Regions from separate parts of the Gasterosteus aculeatus genome. Here region 1 is linked to region 2. The links are chromatin contacts, called in public Hi-C maps. All regions are on one chromosome and are shown on one strand. The core of a region is the stretch at or near the end of the contact, and the rest is flanking DNA. Distances in the headings are between cores, read along the strand shown. Region 1 holds the start of LOC120824045 (basic immunoglobulin-like variable motif-containing protein). Region 2 holds the start of LOC120824463.

Region 1 (5,165 bases), core at 2,131-4,630, 150 kb before region 2:
GAAAAAGAAGAAATTCCAAATTTCCTAATCAAGCCCAAAACCAAGAAACCAGGTCCCCCAAAGAAAGAGAACCCGGCAGAGAAATCCAGGTGTGTGTGTGTGGCGCCCCCCCCCCCTCCCCGTGTGATCACGCGGTCTTCGGTTCGTGGCCTTTTCCTATTTTCATGAGCCACCTTTTTTGTTCCCAGCTCTCTGGAGCTGCCTTATGTAACGCCGCTGGAGAACAAACAACGCAAGAGCTTCACGTCCAAAGCTCTGCATCCTCTGAGCAGCATCCCGAAGAGCCGGCCGCAGCAGAAACCCAGATGTGAGGTCACACCGTTTGGGTTGTGCAAATGCATTTGGATGAGTTTAAAATAAAAAAAAACCATTTTATTAGTTGAACCTCAGCTCCTATAATTTTACAATAAATCCATTTAGACCCTTGAAGACAGAAATGTCCCATTAAAAAAAAAAAAAGAGAACATGAGCTGAAACATGTAATTGTCTTGGAGTCCACCAGGGGCATCGCTCCAGTATTATGGAGCTAAAACATTTCTGTCCAATAAGGACAACCAACCAACCAACCAACCAAGAGTCTTTTTTAAGCGGTCCCTTTGTTCGTTGCCGCGGTGACTGCTGCGTCTCTGACGGGTTTTTCCCCGCTAGTTGACGGGAAGCTGGAGGAAGGCCGCCCCTCCCTGTTGGCCAAGTTGTTGTCCAGCGGCCCGATGCCCGAGCTCGGCCACAGCAGCAGCTCCGACGGCGAGAAGGACTCCGCCGCTCCCGAGTGGGACGTGCCGCTTTCCAAAAACTGCGTCCGTGAGTGAAGCCCCGCCCCCCCCCCCCCCCCCGTGGTGTCTGCCTGCCCGCACCGCTTCAGGCCTCCGCTCACCCTTTTTTTTCCCCTCCTGCAGAAGCAGACAGTCTGCAGCAGATCTCCCTCCAGACCATCAACGCAGACCCCTTCCTGAAGAGGTCCGCCACAGCGGGGGCCTGCACCCCTCCCCCGACCTCCCCCATCCTCCTGTCCCGGGGCTCCTACAGCAGCGTGCTCAACAGCAACAGGTACCCGCCGTCGAAAGAGCTAAAGATGAATAAAGATATACACGAGATCGGTTTGGATCAGCTACATGTCGCTTTTACAGGGTCGAGTTTAATTTTCCATCTTAACAATTCCTGAAACGGTATCGAGATGATGATCAAACTAAAAGTGATTCGATCGACCTTCACGTTGTTGTTGTTGTTGCTTGTTTGTTTCACATTCGAGCTGAAGTCTCAAGTGGAAGTGAGGTTTTAATTTACCAAAATCAAAATAATTTCCGTCCTGTTTTCCGCTCAGTGAAGGGAACCAAAAGAAGGCTCCAGGAAATAAACTGTCCCCAGCGGTTCCTCTCCCAGGAAAAAACGGGAACCCCACCTTCGCTGCTGTAGCTGCTGGTTATGACAAAAGCCCAGGTGTGTGTGTGTGTGTGTGTGTACGTACGTGTGTGTGTGTGTGTGTGTGTGTGTGTCTGTACGCTGTGGTTCCGGAGGGACACTCATCTTTTCTGTCCCGCTCAGGTGGCTCCGGTCCGGGTAAAACCGACAAGGCTCTGGCCCACATGATGTCTGTGGAGAGCGACGGCTCCGACAGGTACCAGGAGGAATTAACATGAAATCCAGATGTTGATACCAAAGTGTGGTATTCTAACGTGTGCATGTTTGTGCGCCTCAGCTCTGGGCTGTGGAGCCCCATCGACTCGGCCAGTAGTCCGAACTACCATTCAGCCAACTCCTTCTCTGCTTTTGGACCCAACAGTTCTTTCAACCTGACCAAAGGTCTGTTCACCAACGAAGAAGAACGGAGGTGCCGCTGGCGTGTGGTCGTTGGCTACATTCTAACGTGTGTGTGTGTGTGTTTAGTATTCAGCGGGATGAACGTCTCAAAGTCCTCGGAGCCTCAGCAGAACTGGGCCGACTTCAGCTCCGCCGCCTCCTCCATCTGGGACATGCCGAGCAGCGACTCCCTGCACTCCTGGCCCAGCAGCTCCAGCTCCCCGACGGCCCCGACCGCGGTAAGGGCCTCATGATGATAATTTAGGGTGAGGAGGCTGTGACCCGCGGGTCAGTCGATCAGCTGACACGGCGTTCCTCTCGTCTCTCTCCAGTCCCTGCTGGGGGACGCCCGTAACCCCTGGTCCGCCACGACGCCCTTCAGCAGCTCCATCTGGTCGACGAGCGCGGATTCAGCGCTGCACCCGTTTCCCCCGCCGACCACCTCGCCGACGCTGAGCGACCTGGTCTGCGCTCCCGTCCCGTCTTCGCCGCCGGCGGCCGCGACCGAGCTGAGCCGGACCTACAACCCCTGGAACATGTGGCGGCCGACCCTGAGCCGGCGCAGCTCCGAGCCGTGGCCCAGCTCCTCGGACAACGGCAGTTAAACTGCAGCTCGCGCGCGCTCTGTACGCTAAATACACAAAGCATATATTTCATAGCCGGAGGATTCCAACCGAAAGCGATGTTTCCTTGTCAAGTGTGAAAAGGGGTTTCGGCAGCAGAGCTGCAGGTTGCTGAGCCGTTTAGTTCTCTGCAGCTTTTTATTCACGGAGGCAGAAGTGCTAATTTTTTATTTTGATTTATTTTAACAGGTGGCCGTGAATAAAAAAAATTTAAAAAGGCTGTTTGCACGGTGTGCTAATGCCAGCGCAGACATTTGGCTCCGCGGATGCACTCCCATTGGTTCATGGCCCAGAGTCTCCGATATTCAGTGTTAATGTTGGAACAGACGTCTGATTTTAAGCCATGTGTCGTTTGTCATTTCGGTTTCTTGTTTTTTTTAAAGTTGGTTTGAAAAAGTCATTTTATTTGGCCTCTGAAGTGTAAACTGAGTCATCGACGTTTTAAAAAAACAACCAAGCCCTCAGTGAGAAAACATTGGTCATCAACACTTTTTGGTTTGTACTCGACAGCTCCTCCATTTGTCAGCAAATTTAAATAAAGGTTTTCAGCAGAACATCGATGATTTCATTTTTTTCTTCTGTAACATATTTAAGACTCGGGGTGTCACGGGGTCGCGGGAGTTTTCACGGTCGTTACCGACGCCGTGCGTCGACCCACCGCTGCACGTGCGATCCGTTAAAGCGCCTGAAGACGACGCGCAGCCTCAGACGGTTCAAAGGGCCGCCGGCGGCGCGCTCTGATTGGTTCAAACCACGAGAGCCGTCGGATCGATCCACCGTTCACTCAAATTGAGTGACGCTGTGCTTGAAGTAAATGCTCCAATTTATGATACGATATGTCGTGTGAACACGCCTAATAACGCCTGTACCTGAACAGGTCGTGACTTCGAGTGTTGTCGTGTGAGTCTATGGCGTCGGAATATTTCCGCACCCCCGCTGTGACGCAGAATGGTACGTCCCTGCAATCCCGAGCCGGAAGTGAAGACGGATCCTTCAGGAAAACGACGCGTCGGATTTATTCTCAATCATCCTTCATTATTCTCACTTTCACCGAGCCGACGGTCGCTCACCGACCCCGATGTGTCGTTAGAGCTTCCCGCGTCGACCAGGCGGGTCCTCGGCCGCTGCGAGAAGACGTCCGATGGACAAATGACAGCTGGGCGTGTTTGCGTGCGAAAAAACAGCCCATTTTCTTCACAGGTCGGTCGATGATCACGAAAGATCACATGTTACACGGTAACGTTCACCAATGTAGCACCGGTGTATCGGAGCAAATTGTAAAGGACCTCAGAATAATTTTAATAATTATCAAATAATATTCATTTTAAAATCCTGTTCAATAAAAAAGTTATACTCCAGTGTTACGAAAAAATAAGTCATTATTGTTGGAAAGGAAACAATCCTTTTATAGTTTGTAAAAATAAAAAGGATTCACCATGACGAAAATCCTGGAATAGTTTGTCAAAAAATAAAGCGCACAATCATTTATCAAAAATAACCCTAATAAATATTATACTTTGGTTCTTTAATGGTTCGCTTGCACCTGACTCACTCATTTCTGGTTAAACGGACATCTGGTACGACACTAACATTCGCTTTAATCTCGTTATTAACCATCAGTCCGCCTACAAGCTGAAGGTTTTAATCGTGTTTGAGTTTCGAGTGTTCAAGACACGGTGGCGTGGTGGTCAGCACCGTCGCCTCGCCGCGAGAAGGTCCTGGGTTCCACTCCGCCCAGTGGCCTTTCTGCGTGGAGTCTGCATGTTCTCCCCCGTGTCTGCTGGGTTCTCTCCGGGTTCCCCGGCTTCCTCTGGGGATCAGGTTGATTGGTGACTTTAAATTGCCCGTAGGTGTGTGAATGGTTGTCTCTGTGGAGCCCTGCGATTGGCTGGCGACCAATCCAGGGTGTCCCGCGTCCCCCGTCTCTCGCCTGAAGTATGCTGGGATTGACTCCCCCCGCTCCCCCCGCCGCGACCCTGCGTGCAGGATGAGCGGTGTGACGATGGATGGTGTTCAACACCCATTTAACATTTCATCCAGGCTCCATATTTTCTTACAGGGTTTCTCTTTGGCCTCCACCTCCCAGCTGATCTGTCCCCACACCAGGCGGTTCAATGCCGAACACGTCAGAGGGTCAAGGGTCGAACCTCACCGGGCCGCAGCGCTCCCCCAGCGGCTCCCTCGCCCGTGACGCCGCCATGGCGAGGAGGGCCTCGAGCGCCGAGCTCCAGCTGCCGTGGACCTGCCCGGTCACTCACTCCAGGGAGACGTTCTACACCGTCTGCTCCGATTACGCTCTCCTCAACCGGGCCCCGAACGCCGTCGGCCCCGACCGCCGGGACGAGGCGCCGTCCGCGGGGCGGGCCGAGGCTGCCGCGGACCTCGGCGCCGGGCAGTCCGGAGGGGCGGCGCACGCGGGCTCGGACGGGGACTGTGACATGGAGGAGGGGCCCTCCGGTCACGCCGAGCCGATCCTGGCCTGGGAGATCGACACCAGGGACTTCAACGCCGTGCTCACGAGAAACATCCGGACAAGTGAGAAGCCCGCCGGGATGTGTGAGTGTGGCAGGAAGTGAGCGTGACAGGAAGTGAGCGTGGCAGGACAGGAAGTGAGTGTGACAGGACAGGAAGTGAGCGTGGCAGGACAGGAAGTGAGCGTGGCAGGAAGTGAGTGCGGCAGGGCAGGAAGTGAGTGTGACAGGAAGTGAGCGTGGCAGGAAGTGAGCGTGGCAGGAAGTGAGTGTG
Region 2 (5,416 bases), core at 1,526-4,025:
ATTGTTCATATATTAAAGTGTTTGTTTTTTGGTCACAAGCTTGTTAACCACAATAAAAACACATTATTGAACCTTTTCAATACAAGTAAAAGACACAAAAGACCCTTCAATGTGAACTCTGAAGGAGACGTGAAAGGTGAGATTGATTATTGATGAAGCCTGTTAGCAGTCAATCACAATGATGATGAGGGCTGATCACATGACCTTGTGCTGCTCTGATGAAAACAATAAGTGATCAATACCTAAATCTCTATCCCTTGGTGATAAACTCCTGATTAACGATGAGGGAAGAAATAATCATCTGATGGAAACTTTTAAACGATTAATTTAGAACCAAAAAGATACAGAAAACAAATACTTGAAGTAAATCAAATAAAAATGTCCATAACATTTGAGAGTTTGATCTTAAAAACATTCAGTTCAACCAAGTGAAAAAACCTTAAAGGTGCGAAGCTAAAATATATAGAAATATGTAAACGTATCAGGTTAAAGTTTAAAGAATTTAAATACTAGAGTATTACTTTATAAACAAATACACTTAATACGGACAAAATGTACTTTTAGATCTAAATGCTCAGAGGCTTCATGATGTAAATGAAGTTTATTATAGAAAGATTGTGATTTTATGGTAATAAAGGGGAGCATATTAATGATAAAGTATTGCTTCTTAAAAAAATAGTTTAAAAGAAAGTTTTCAAGAGTAAAAGAAAGTTGGAGAGGAAAGTCAAGGAATCGTCGCGTGAAGCGTCTCATCCGTCTGCTACGAGGTGTCGATGGGTCGATTGATCACTGATCAGCGGGTCGTCAATCACTGATTTTATTAAGTTAACAAAAGGAAGTTTAATGAAGGGACAGAAAACCATCCCTAAAGAACAATACATTTTACAGAATAATATTAGTTCAGTTCCTTAAAATGTAAAACTAGAATTAAACATCTTTCAGGTTTCAGAAACTGTCGCTGCTTCCGTGATGATAAAAGACAAAAGAAGTTTCTGTGAGCCAAGTGTGTTTCTACTTTTTATTTATCTTTACTTTGAAAGGCTTTTCATTCATACAGAGTTTAAGAGTTTAATGTGTTAAAAGGGGAAATAAAGGTCTCCTTCTTTTAAAGCTTAAAATCTACGGACGTTTAAGGTTAAGATACATTTTCAGGAGACTATTAAAGTTTCAAATTGAAAGCATCAAGGCTGTTTTAAGGGTTCAATAATGCCATTTTAAAGAGGCAAGATTTAGACCCAGATGTGAATCCAAGAATCCACAAACGGACTAATTAAACCTTTTATTTCACAATACACAGATCTGATGTTTTAGTGTGTGTGTGTGTGTGTGTGTGTGTGTGTGTGTGTGTGTGTGTGTGTGTGTGTGTGTGTGTGTGTGTGTGTGTGAACCCTCCTGCTGGTTTGACACTCGTCTGCAGTCTGCAGTTTTTCCTCTCGGCATCATTTCCATCTCACACGTCCTAAAAAGCCTTGAAAGTCGACACACTCTGCTGCTGAATGTCAACTTTGCATTTTAAGCAGCTTCCTCCTGATTTTATTTTCAGTTCGTTCCTGCAGACTTTAAGCTGCCGGTTTGTCTCTGAAATCGATCCTGTTTGTTGTTTCATATTAAAAGGAATCAGAGCTGACGACATCAACGCGTGTGACGCGTTGATGTCGTCATCAGTGTGGTTAAAGCAGGGTCAAAGCGTTGGATCACGCTTAATCAGATAACTTTATTTTAACGAGGTGCTTTGGGATACTAGCAAGGTTTTAACAAAATACAACACATTTCTTGACCTATTTTGACATTTTTCAACAATATTTCTTGATCTATTACGTCCACACTTTTTTCCATCAAATGTTTCCACTTCATTTATTTAGACTTTTTTTTCACAAATTTTAAGACCTATTTTGGCTTTTTTTCTCAGTCACAGTTCGTTCATTTCTCAACCAAACTAATTTTTGTGTTTTTGTTCAGTTACCATTTTGATTTTTTGGCCTAATATTATTTTTGTTTTTTTGAACTATTATAGTTTTTTTAAATTAAATTGTTCAAACTAATACAATCAAACTTTTTGTCCTATAACATTAACTAACTGATATGTTATGGCTTGTTTGGATGTTTGGACATTCAATGACATTCTCATACATATTTAGATTTTTTTTTTAAATAAAAAAATAAATATATATATATATATATATATATATATATATATATATATATGTATATATATATATATATATATATATATATATATATATATATATATATATATATATATATAAAAACTATTTGATCCATTATAATTTGACTTCATATCCATGACATTTGTGTTTTGGGACATTTCTTTCCCATAACATGTTTTGATATCCATCCATCCATCCATCCATCCATTGTCAAACCGCTTATCCTGCACACAGGGTCGCGGGGGGGCTGGAGTCCATCCCAGCCAACTTCGGGCGATAGACAGGGTACATCCTGGATTGGTCGCCAGCCAATCGCAGGGCTACACAGAGACATACAACCATTCACACTCACATTCACACACCTACGGGCAATTTAAAGTCCCCAATTAACCTGATCCCCAGAGCATGTCTTTGGACTGTGGGAGGAAGCCGGAGAACCCGGAGAGAACCCACGCAGACACGGGGAGAACATGCAGACTCCACACAGAAAGGCCACTGGGTGGAATCGAACCCAGGACCTTCTTGCTGTGAGGCAACAGTGCTAACCACCACGCCACCGTGCCGCCCCATGTTTTGATATTCTTTTACTAATTTTGCATAATTTATTGTGAAAAGGTGTATCCGGAAGTGACCTCCCAATATCCGGTAAACTTGACGCATGGGTTTGTCCGTTAAATCTTTCCCGGATTGTTCCCGTTGATGATGGCAGCCATGACGGAAATGACAGAAGATCCCGTCCTCGGCGGGGCCGTGGAGCCGGTACGGTCTTTATTCGTTTCTCATATTCAGTTTTTAATTATAAAACATAAATATGTTAACTGCTCAACTGGTAGCAATCAACTAGCTTAACTAACTGACTAACCAGCCTAGCTAACAACCACGCACTCAACCGGCCGGTTGGCTCACTTTACCATAGATATGTATGAACTTTGCGGTTAGCATGCTAGCTAGCTACATTTAAAGCTAACGCTACATGCTAACGGTTACCTCTCATGTCCGCAGGCGGAGACCGTTACACACGAAACTTCACTCATAGAAACTTTTGAAAACCCTTTGGAATTTTTGCAGGTGTGTTTTGTTATTTAATTTTACAGTTTTTATGCCAATGAAACAAATAGTTTATGTGTCAACGTTTCACATGAAAGAGAGCAGTTTACCAAACTATTCAAACGTCGGCCAATTTTAATACTAGATTAAAAAACACCACATCTGATATCAAATTAAATTGTTAGAATAAAAAAAAATTAACATGGTTCTAACAATTGACACTTTGCACCCACAAATGACAGCACAAACTTGCCCAATTTAATTAGAATCCGATGGGCCTCGTTTTTTACCTTTAGTACAACGCGGATATTGTAGTGTTTTCTAATTCTGGATGGCAGCATGTTGAACCGACAGAACCTGCAGCGCCAGAAGAGACGGACGGCACAGAGAAACCAGAGCAGGAGGACAGACAGCAGGCTGAAGAGAGAGACACCGAGGAAGACGGGCAGAAGGACACACTGAGGGACGGAGAGAAAGACAATCAGCAGGACACACTGGGAGACGGAGAGAAAGACCGACAGCAGGACACACAGAGGGACGGAGAGAAAGACCGACAGCAGGACACACAGGAAGACCGACAGCAGGCTGAAGAGACAAACGGACAACCAGATGGAAGGCAGGAAGGGCAGACGGTTCGTCAACCTGCAGCTGAATCCTCCATTAAAGAGTCAAAGGTGAGGGTGTGTTTTATAAAACGATTTTCATGTGGAAAACTGGACCAAGACTTTGTATTTTGTAGAAAATATTGTGTGTATTTAATGTATCGGCATCATAGTTTTAGTATTTTTGCCTCATCTCATCTTTTGCCTTCGTAGTATAAAACCTGCTGCGATAATTCCCAGCCGGACTATTTGACCGATTGGCTTCAGCAGTAGTGTCCCTGTCTCTCAGTGGGTGATGGGGTCTCAGTGTCGGGCGGTGTGGTCGGAGGACGGGCGGGTGTACCCGGCGACGGTGCTGTCTGTGGACGGAGAGCGCTGCAGAGTCTTCTTCAACGGCTACGGCAACCAGGAGGACGTGGATGTGAGCGCGCTCACAAGTCCAGTGGCTGTGGTGCCGCAACCAGCGACACAGAACTCCAAGGTACCGTTTACCAGACGACGTCCCTGAAATGAAACTGTTAAGACTATTAAGACGAGAAATCCCCTTGAATTTATTTAATGGCTGTTTTTACAAAAGCTCCCCAACAATGGAGTCTATGTCCCTAACATGTTTGCACGTGTCCACATGTCGTTAAAATATGGTTTTCAACACCTGGATGCTGTTCTCGTGTCCCTTGAGGACACCTAGCAAAGCTCTCTGCGTGTTTCAGGACTGGAAACCTGGTTCGGTGTGTCGGGCCGTGTTCTCAGAGGACGGTCTGGTTTATCCGGCTGTCGTTCTGTGGGTCAAGGGTCAACGCTGCCGCGTTCGCTTCGACAACTACAACAACGAGGAGGAAAAGGACGTCGGCAGCCTGCTGAGACACAACGAGCTCCACGGATCCGGCAGACCTCCTGCAGCCAAGGTATCAAAACCTGGTCCTGGCTCTCAACCAACATCCCCTCTGATTTACGTTTTCATTGACTCTCATTATTATTATTATTATTGTATCTGATACTAAATGAACGCATAAAAAACTTGGTCCTGCAGGGCAGCAACTGGCAGTCCAGTGTAACCAGTAGCAACTCTGACTGGAAGAGCAGGGGAGATGAGAACCAGGGGGAGCGAGGAGGAGGAGACGGGAAGAGAGAGGCGAGAGGAGGAGAGAGAAGGTCGGCATGGAAAGATGAAGAGCAGAACTCGTCCTGGGTGAGTCTTCCAGTTAAGGAGCGTTTGATTTAAATGAGCACGAGTGGATTTTTCTGACCTGTAAGGCAGATCTTTTTTTAAAATTATTTTTGTCCTGGAAAACCAGCTTGGAATTGCTTAAAAATCCCTTCAATCATCCATCACCCTTTTTGATTCATTACATCATGTGAGGGGGGGGCGCCGCGCCAGCAGACTTGTCCTTGTCTGTGATTGGTTAGATTATATTAACCCCGCCCCTTTAATGTCACCGCTTCATGGCCAGATGAATAAACTGGCTGATTTACTGAGTTGATGACCAGTTTGGAGGATCTAGTTGTTGTTGTCCGACCAGTAGGATAACTGGTATGTTGACCTGTAAGCATCTCAGGTGAGAGCAGCGTCCTTGTTGTCCCCGCAGGTGAAAGACAAAC

The links. A called contact is a pair of places that touch in the nucleus more often than the background predicts.
Region 1: a contact with region 2 is called in a Hi-C map of skeletal muscle, with 3 times the contacts expected there. The contact joins the promoter of LOC120824045 here to the promoter of LOC120824463 in region 2. A contact is called at or near these places in 3 of 6 Hi-C or Micro-C datasets (skeletal muscle and tail fin).

The regions. Positions count from the first base shown.
Region 1 is chr8:20,889,176-20,894,340 of fGasAcu3.hap1.1, reverse strand. LOC120824045 (basic immunoglobulin-like variable motif-containing protein) reads left to right here and starts at 3,380. Exons shown (of 10, transcript XM_040184602.2): 1 at 3,380-3,620; 2 at 4,480-4,955. The coding sequence starts at 4,535. It overlaps tmem131 (transmembrane protein 131), which reads left to right. Exons shown (of 41, transcript XM_040184601.2): 33 at 1-89; 34 at 189-307; 35 at 649-801; 36 at 897-1,047; 37 at 1,322-1,437; 38 at 1,543-1,615; 39 at 1,697-1,800; 40 at 1,885-2,036; 41 at 2,130-2,974. The coding sequence ends at 2,402.
Region 2 is chr8:20,735,554-20,740,969 of fGasAcu3.hap1.1, reverse strand. LOC120824463 reads left to right here and starts at 2,775. Exons shown (of 10, transcript XM_040185352.2): 1 at 2,775-2,927; 2 at 3,171-3,236; 3 at 3,554-3,889; 4 at 4,107-4,298; 5 at 4,528-4,722; 6 at 4,848-5,006; 7 at 5,404-5,416. The coding sequence starts at 2,868.